Linked DNA regions of Ovis aries: region 1 is linked to region 2. The links are chromatin contacts, called in public Hi-C maps. All regions are on one chromosome and are shown on one strand. Each heading gives the region's core, a stretch centred on a gene start, on an enhancer-like site or on the middle of the called end of the contact. The rest is flanking DNA. Distances are from core to core; before and after follow the strand shown. Region 1 overlaps LOC106991526 (a long non-coding RNA gene). Region 2 has its middle 320 kb from the start of AKR1E2.

Evidence for each region. Hi-C and Micro-C count contacts between places; a contact is called where the count stands out from the background.
Region 1: a Hi-C map of tail adipose tissue shows a contact between it and region 2, with 2.2 times the contacts expected there. The contact joins two enhancer-like sites. A contact is called at or near these places in 2 of 16 Hi-C or Micro-C datasets (liver and tail adipose tissue).

Annotation. Positions count from the first base shown.
Region 1 is chr13:44,126,485-44,130,821 of ARS-UI_Ramb_v3.0, forward strand. All of the region lies in intron 1 of LOC106991526 (a long non-coding RNA gene), which reads right to left. Among named protein-coding and RNA genes, the nearest start is that of KLF6, 54 kb to the right of the region's middle. Within about 2 kb of position 2,832, at least 13 of the 54 cell types and tissues checked have an H3K27ac peak or open chromatin away from gene starts, as enhancers often do. A contact at or near this core is called in tail adipose tissue, where this site is marked.
Region 2 is chr13:43,809,028-43,813,473 of ARS-UI_Ramb_v3.0, forward strand. No RefSeq gene overlaps it. Among named protein-coding and RNA genes, the nearest start is that of AKR1E2, 320 kb to the left of the region's middle. Within about 2 kb of position 2,869, at least 40 of the 54 cell types and tissues checked have an H3K27ac peak or open chromatin away from gene starts, as enhancers often do. A contact at or near this core is called in tail adipose tissue, where this site is marked.

The DNA of each region.
Region 1 (4,337 bases), core at 1,582-4,081, 320 kb after region 2:
CTCATGGTTCTAGGATGCCTGAAGCTGACATGGCAAAAGTTTTTAAAGCAATTATCTAAATAATCAATCCAACAGCCTGAGCAATGTTTTGCCCTGTGTTGTGGAGGAGGAGACTGTGGCCAAAACCACTGAGTTGATTAAGTCTTTGCTTCTCCTACCTGTGCTTTGCGGAGATGCAGCTGACAGCATCGGTCAGGTGGGGCTCAGACAAGTCACACAGCCACCAACTTGTGATGTGGCCTTTTCACTCAGATGTCATAATTTAAAGTAAAAGTGGCAGAGCAGTTTTTTAAAATATATTTGCAAAGTATAGATACTGATAACATCACAGATTATACATTCCTGAACATGAGTGTTGATTAAGCAAATGTCCCCCAAATATCGTCTGAACTAAAACTGATTTTTACACGTAAATAGAAAAGGTAACTCATGATTCCGTGACGTACATCTAGCATGTTAAATTAAGCAGAGGGTCATTTTAGGTTAGAAGAGTGAATGAAAAATCCTTTGGGATTATTTTTTGACACACAGTCTTGCTGTACAAAGAATTAAAAAGTAATAATCCCTTGGAGCTTCAGTTCTTGTGGCTTGACTTTCTGATCAAGTCCAAGGTATCATCATTAATTGAAAATCCTGCACCACTTAAATCGAGTGGTCCGGAGTAAAGAGTTTAGCATATTTCACCCAGAGCGAAAAAGGGAACACAAAGTAGAAAGGAGTCATTTCTGGTTCAAGGAATTTTCCCCATTTTCTACAAAACAGAGATTGAATAATTATAAAGAGAATAGCATGAAGGCACTCTGATCTAGTATCAGATAATTTAATGGATTGTAATATGATTGATAAAATGGCCTTCGTTCAAAGACAATTAAGCCAGCTTTTAGTAGACTCTGGTGTCCTGGGCCCCATTCTATGTCCACATGCAGACTAAAAGGCAGGGCTGAGGTAACCCTCTCTGTCTAGATCATTCCAGGAGAAAAAGAAACTGCACATTAATATCACCAAATAGAAAGAAATTTTGTGCACAATTATCCCCATGTTTCTTTGCCAATTCTGAAACCAAAGTAAAAACAAACTATTGCAACATATCAGGTCCAATTTAGCTCATCATCTCTCAGACTAGTTAATCAATCAGCAAATATTACACTTTATAGTGTGAGAAATGTACTTGGCTAGTACCCAAGGGGTGCAAATCATGATACGGCCTGTTACTGGAGTCTTGAGCTTGGAGCTTCTAATCCAGGTGGAAGGCAGGAACGCTGTAGAAGGCCCAGAGCACTGCCCAGCAGAGGGCAGGTGGGGAGAGCAGGGCTGGCCCCTTGGAGGGAGAGGCCCTCCGTGTGCAGGTGGGCAAATGGGCTTTGTCCCTGTCGGCTCGTCTGGCTTAGCTGAGTCCTACAGTCCAGGTGGCATAAACAATAGGACTTTGTCTCTCAGGGTTTTGGAGGCTGGAGGCCTGGCCGAGTGCCGGTGAGCCGTCTCTTCTGGCTTGCAGATAGCTGCCTCCTCACTGTGTCCTCATTCACAGACAGGAGAGAGACAGAGGGAGGGAGACAGACAGACAGAATGGGAGGTGGGAAACGAAGTTCTCTGCTCTCTTACCCTGAGGACTCTAACCCTATCACGAGAAAATCTCTCTGGTCACCTCATTTAAACTTCACCACCTGCATAGAGGTCATTGTTCAGTCACTCAGTCATGGCCGACTCTTTGCAACCCCATGAATGGCAGCATGCCAGGCTTCCCTGTCTATCACCAACTCCCAGAGCTTGCTCAAACTCATGTCCATCCAATCGGTGATGCCATCCAACCATCTCATCCTCTGTCCCCTTCTCCTCCTGCCTTCAATCTTTCTCAGCATCAGGGTCTTTTCCAATGAGTCAGCCCTTTGCATGAGGTGGCCAACAGATTGGAATTTCACCTTCAGCATCAGTCCTTCCAATGACTATTCAGGGCTGATTTCCTTTAGGATGGACTGGTTTGATCTTCTTGCTGTCCAAGGGACTCCCTACCCCCAAACACAGGCATCTCGGTGTCTGGGCTCCAGGAAGATGCTCTCAGTCAAGAGAATCCCGAGGAGGACCCACCTGGACCAGCACCTCATATCACCTGAGCCCCAACCCAGCTTCTCGGCTCAGTGACCACACGAGGAGGCACCAACCTGTTCCTGGGCTCAGCTTTGATGGTCTCTTCTAAATAATTTATCTATTTGTGCTCCGATGAGCTCTTATAGGAAGGCAGATCAAAACAGAGTTGTCCAGTTTGTGAAACAGATGAGGGGAGGGGAAATGAGGAAGCTTAGCGTCTACCTGGTGCACTAACTGTCCTGGGGATCAACGCACTGCCTCGGCAGAGTCTCAGATTCCAGATAGGGAGTAAGAGCGCCATGATTTGTCAACAAGGAAGGAAGACATGCAAAGTGACAATTCTCTTCTGGGCCCTGAAGTATATTTGAAATTACTCCCCCTACACACGCCCAAAACGCACACACCATCCTGTTAATATTTAGACCGAAGTTCACCCGAAGAAGTCATTGCAAAGCATAGAAAACACCTTTAAAAAAGAAAGTAGAGTCCCATGGATTTCCAGAGACTTAAAAATTCCAATGGCCTTTTATCAAGAAACCAGAGTGAAGATCACTAAGACAAGCTCTTGCCCTGAATGCCCATGTTGACCTCCTGCAACCTGACCTCTGCCATGGGAAGGTATGTGGAGTCCCGCTGCCAGGGGTGGTGGCAGGCCTTGTGATGACCCAACGGTACCCTGTTGGGAAGTGGTTGGCTGATGTTCTGGAATGTCATCTGTGGCTATTCAATGAATTCTTTCCTCCGGGCAAACAAGCTGGCTCTAGAAGTACTCTACACGTGGCCATTTATTCCCATTAGCAACCCCAAACAAGCCAGTGGCCTTTCCCAAACGGCAGGGAAGCCTAGGTTATTTTTAAATGCACTCAGTTTAATGTTTCATAATTCGTGATTTCCCAACGACAAAAAGAATTAATGGCACAGCTGTTAGAGTTACAAGAGAATTCAGAAGAAGGAACGCCAAGTAGGGAGAGAGGCAACAGAGAGCAAGTGACATGTTATTACAATATAAATGAGTGAAAATAATGAAATCCTAGTTAGACGAGCCTGTTTCCACTGCTGCAAAGTCCACATGGCATTAACAGACACACACTAGTACATACAGAACAGGTAAACAACAAGGACCTCCTGTATAGGGCAGAGAACTGGATTCGGTATCTCGTAACAGGCTGTAATGGAAAAGAATGGGGACAAGTAGCCGATGACTAGATAGACAGATGTATAACTGAATCAATCTGCAGTGCACCTGAAACATTGCAAATCAATTATACTTTAATTTATACTTTATTAGTTTATACTTAAAAAAAAAAAAGTCCTCGTAAAATTTAACCTAAGAAATGAGCTACGACTTTGGGTGATATTCAGAGGATTGTGTTGATCTAATGTTTTTCTCCCAACAAGGTTCTCGGATGTTAAAAAATAAATATACTCCAAACAGGCTTGGAGGAATGTGTTTGTAAAGGCAGCCTGATTGTAAAACAGATAAAAGAGCTAAAGACAGCCAGTCAAGGAGAAGGAGTGCTTTCCCAAGATGTCAGTGGCCTCTGAGTCAGTTCAAGTCCACCCACCTTGGCTAGAAATCCCCCAGCCCCGTGAATCTAGACTGTCCATCAATATGGAGGGGGTACCCCACACTTCCCACACAGATGTCCCCCAGATGTCCAGAGTAACAGCTGTAATGTCACCAGCAAACATGTCTGGTGGAAAATAAAAAGGAAAGTTGATGTTGATTCTACATTTCAGTTGATGGGAAAATTTCCATCGTCTTTACTCCTGATTCCGCCACAGGAATTCTTTCTTATGAGTAGCATCTGAAATCAGCAATGGTTAAGGATAAAAATCGGAGAAGGCAACAGCACCCCACTCCAGTACTCTTGCCTGGAAAATCCCATGGATGGAAGAGCCTGGTGGGCTGCAGTCCATGGGATCTCGAAGAGTTGGACACAACTGAGCGACTTCACTTTCACTTTTCAATTTCATGCATTGAAGAAGGAAATTGCAATCCACTCCAGTGTTCTTGCCTGGAGAATCCCAGGAACGGGGGAGCCTGGCGGGCTGCCATCTATGGGGTCTCACAGAGTCAGACACGACTGAAGCGACTTAGCAGTAGCAAGGATAAAAATGGACCTGACTTTTGACATTATTTCATAAAGAAATTTGCTTTTTCATTGTCCTCGTTGCTGACAAGACAGTGTTACAGGTCAGTTTTGCTTTGAAAAAACTCGCCACATATTACCTGAAGGAATCATGACTTA
Region 2 (4,446 bases), core at 1,619-4,118:
TGGGCTTGAAGTATCACCACTTAAAAGCACATGTAAAGACTTTCTTTCCAGTGCTTTCATTCATGTACAAAAACAACCTCACATTGATTACTGTATTTTATGTTTACTGTAGAGATAATACTGTGTAGGCAGGGCCATAATTCATTTTTCTGTGATTATGAGCTGAGCAACAGTAGTGGGGAAATGTGCAAGTATCAAGGCCTGGCCATTCAGCTGACACAAGGGGGAGGGAAGTACTGTGCCCATCCATGTGCCTTGCAGAAAGAGAGTTCTTGGGAATTTGGAGGATAAAGGACAGTGACTGAAGTAAGTATATAGGCAGTTTGGATGTTACACCTGTGGAAAGTAAAGGGTACATATTTTTTAAAAATTCCCTTTTGTTCTTATCCTCTTTGTACCCAAATGGGAGCACTCAACTGCAATTTAACAAATTTTATTTGGAAAGCTCATTTTCATAATTAGCAATTCTTAAATAGTGGCCATTTGGATAATATTACTATCTTGGGGTTCAGCTGCTCCTCCAGGCTAGCCAAATATTTTTGAGTCTGGAATGATGACTGGAAATTACATCAAAACAAGATTTTGCATGAATTATCTAATACTGATATGAACAGCTGACTCATTGGAAAAGACCCTGATGCTGGAAAAGATTGAAGACAAAAGAAGGGGATGGCAGAGGATGAGATGGTTGGATAGCATCACCAACTCAATGGACATGAATTTGGGCAAACTCTGGGAGATAGTGAGGGACAGGGAGGTCTGGCGTGCTGCAGTCCATGGGGTCACAGAGTCAGACATAGCTCAGCGACTGAACAACAGCAACATCTAATACTTCCTCATTTTTGGTCAAGCCAGAAATACTATCAGAGACCATGTGGTATTTCTACTTTTCACCCACAGTCAAAGGAGAAAACTATGGTCAAAGTTCAATGTAAGAGTCCCACACAGAGTTTTTCTTCTTTTTTCAAGTAGGACTGCTTTTTAGTGGCTTGAATGTCAAGTGAAATCTGAGATGTGATCTTCTCTCTTGGCTGAACTGGATCAGTCATCCTTTGCTTACTTAAAAGGAAACATCAACTTTGCAATTTACTCTCTAAAATTGGTTGCTGTGGCTCCCCACTGGAGTGGAAAGGTGCCATCTGGTTTCATAATACTGATGGAGAAAGAGGGAACGGCTGTGAATGTGCTGGGAGAGCTCTCGGTGAGCAGGGCTCCACTTGGAGAAGAAGCGCCTTCACCTTCATGGATGTGGTTAAATGCCGGGCCGGCCAGGTGCAGCTGGGCCGGCACAGGCTCACATGCCCGGAGGATGGGTGGAGCCTGCGCACACAGGAAGCCAACTCAAGAAAGAGATGTCAGCATGCGGGGTTGGGGGGTTGGGGGAGGGGCGGGATGTAGGAGAAAGGCAGCAGCGGTGAAAGAAATAGGAGTCAGGACAGGCACAGTTTTTAAAGGGTTTTGTTTTTGTTTTTTGACACTGCTTTGCTGTTTGTTTTGTTTGGCTTTTGATCACTACTGGAAGATGAGAAATTCTTGCCACCGTAGTTAGCCTCATCAAACCAAAACATCCCTCTCTGGGCATTTGAGAGCAGAGTTTCCTTGTCCTGCAACTGAAACAAAGATTCTATTTCTCAGCTTTGAAAACTCCACAGGCCACTCGCTGGCTCACTCACTGGCTTCTGGATAGAACTGCAGGTGCATAACTGGACTGGCTGTGTAGTAACGAAGCATGCACACCCAAACACACACATACAGAGAAGCATGTGCCCACACACCAACACACAATACATACAACCAACACCCAGGCATTCACAGATAAATGCATGTATACACAAACACATATACACATCAAATGCACACACATCGACCCAGTAGATATATATACATCAAATATATATACCCCCCCACACACACAGGAAAACATGTGCTCACACACCTACACACAACCACCCAGGCACACACAGATAAATACATGTATATGCAAACACACATATATACATCAAATACACACGCATGGTCACAATAAATATATATACTCACACATGCACAGGAAAACATGTGCCCACACACCTACATACAATACACACAATCAAACACATGCAGACATACACAACAATACGCATGCCTGAAATCACACACATATACGCATAGTCAAATACATACACATACAGCCATATATACACAAACAAAACATAGACAAGCACACAATCACACATTCACAAAATATGTGCACAGACTTGCACATGTGCACATGCAGACACACGTATGTGTGCATTAGGGAGGCTCCCAGCCTTCTGGGTAGAGAGTTCCAGCCACCCAGATATCTCCTTTCTCTCCTTTCATGGGATAAAAACACAAGATGCAAATAAATATACAAGTACCTCTCAGAGTCGACCTAGTGTGAAAGGGCGTTTTGTCTCACGAGCCTCTGCCTGTGAGACCAGGGCTGATATTCTGATGTAGCCCCCGAAATGCCACGCAGTGACTCTGCAAAACCTAAGCAAGTGTTCCAAGACGTGCCTGGAACAGGCAGGTGAGATCCTATAAAGATAAATATAACGCTCTTCCTGGCACTGGCGGCTTTCACATCTTATCAGACGCCCTGTTGTAGCAACAGTCTCACTCTGTTTTCCCTCCTGCTTCCCCAGAAGATGACTCAACCCGCAGACCCAGAAACCACGGCCCAATTACAGCATTCAGAATGGCTCATGTGGAGCGGCTCTCAGCTCCTCTCCGATTGGATCCTGCCTCTCCGGGCTAAATGCAAGTTAACTGATTCCTAAAAATACCCCCTGACGTGAGTCATCCTCTTGCAAGAGCCCTGGGGAATGTTTTCCAAAGAAACAGTGAGGCCCAGCGAGGAGGGGGTTGCTCCCCAGTGAGTCATGTCAGTGGTGCACAGAGCTGTGTCTCCCCTGTTCCCAGGCTCTGGGCTGGGCCGCCGGGCAATTTGCTGAAATGCAAGCCTGGCAGCAGTTCCAACTCCTCCTCCCACACCCGTTCCCAAAATGAAATGAACCTGGGCCCAAGGAGAGGTGCAGGTCAACAGGATTCCCTTTCTCTCTACGAAGAACAGAGGAATCCCTGTGCCCGGGGCTAGCCGTGCAGCTCTGGGCTGGGTCAGGAAGCCTGTTCTTACTGCGTCCCTTTCCCGATGCAGCACTGAGGGCTAAGATCTGGCTGGCCCCCACCCCATCCAGTCGATGAATGGAGAGGGCGCTGGGGCTGTAGACCCTGCACCGCTCTTACAGACCCTGAGATGGGCAGAGTCTGTGAAGCCAGGACCCCTCTCTGAGCGAAGCAGCTGATCCTCCCATGGCTTGAGGCTTTGCCCTTGCCAACAACTGCTGTTCCTTGTTAGCGGGTCCTAGAATGCACATGAAATCGAAAACATTCACTCAGAGTGGGTTTTCAGATGTAAAAGTGTGTCCTGTGATGGAAAAGAACTTTATAACCTTCCTGAAACGAGGCAGCATGAAAGATCAGTGACCTCACAAGGACACCGATGTTCACCTAGTACGAGTGCCTCTGCGTGCTTCCTGCTACATCGACTTCACAGCAAGCGTAGAGACACCCCGTGCCTGTGCTCCCCCACTGGCCCCGAGACCACCCTCAGGCGGCACGTGCAGGGTGCCACAGCCGCTGCCCTCCAAGTCAAGATGCGATGCCTCAGCTGGACCACAGACAGAATGAGGATGGAGCTCAGCTGTGTGTGGATGCAGCTGAGGACAGCCAGAACTTCTGAAGCTCACAAGGCAGCCCTCTGTGTACAGCCTCCTATTAGGAAATGTGATATTCCTTATCGATCTGGGGCTTGAGTCGGGGGTCGATCTCAGAATGGGAAGGAAGGGAAAGCCAGCTAAACCAACAATCTGAGAAGGCAAGTTATACACACGGAATCCAGACGACACCACAGTGGGTGTCATATTGCCAGCAGGCCTCCAGGCAAACTGATTTAGTTCATTAAAATTAAGATGAATCAAAAGCAACATTTTCACTTCATTCAAAGCATCAAACTATCACAAAATCTGCTGCTCTGTGTGCGTCCTAGGTGATGCCTCCTTTCTGATGTGGCTGGAGAATGAACTAGTCCCCTTCCAGGACTTTCTGGATGAATGAAGTGTCCTCTATGCCAGGACTTTTAAAAAATTTAGCTTACATTTTCATAGTAGTTCTTTAAAAATGGGTATTAAAATTCCCTCTGTTTTCTGTCTTTATCATGTAATTCTATAACATCTGTCCTACCATCAACAGTGTGAAATTAGTACATTAAGAAACCATAAAAATTTGGAATCAGGCTTGGTGAAGTCTGTTTTTTTTTAATTATTTATTTTTCATTGAAGAATAATTGCTTTACAATATTGTGCTGGTTTCTGCCATACATCAACATGAATGGGTCATAGGTACAAATATGTCCCCTCCCTCCTGAATCTCCCTCCCACCTCC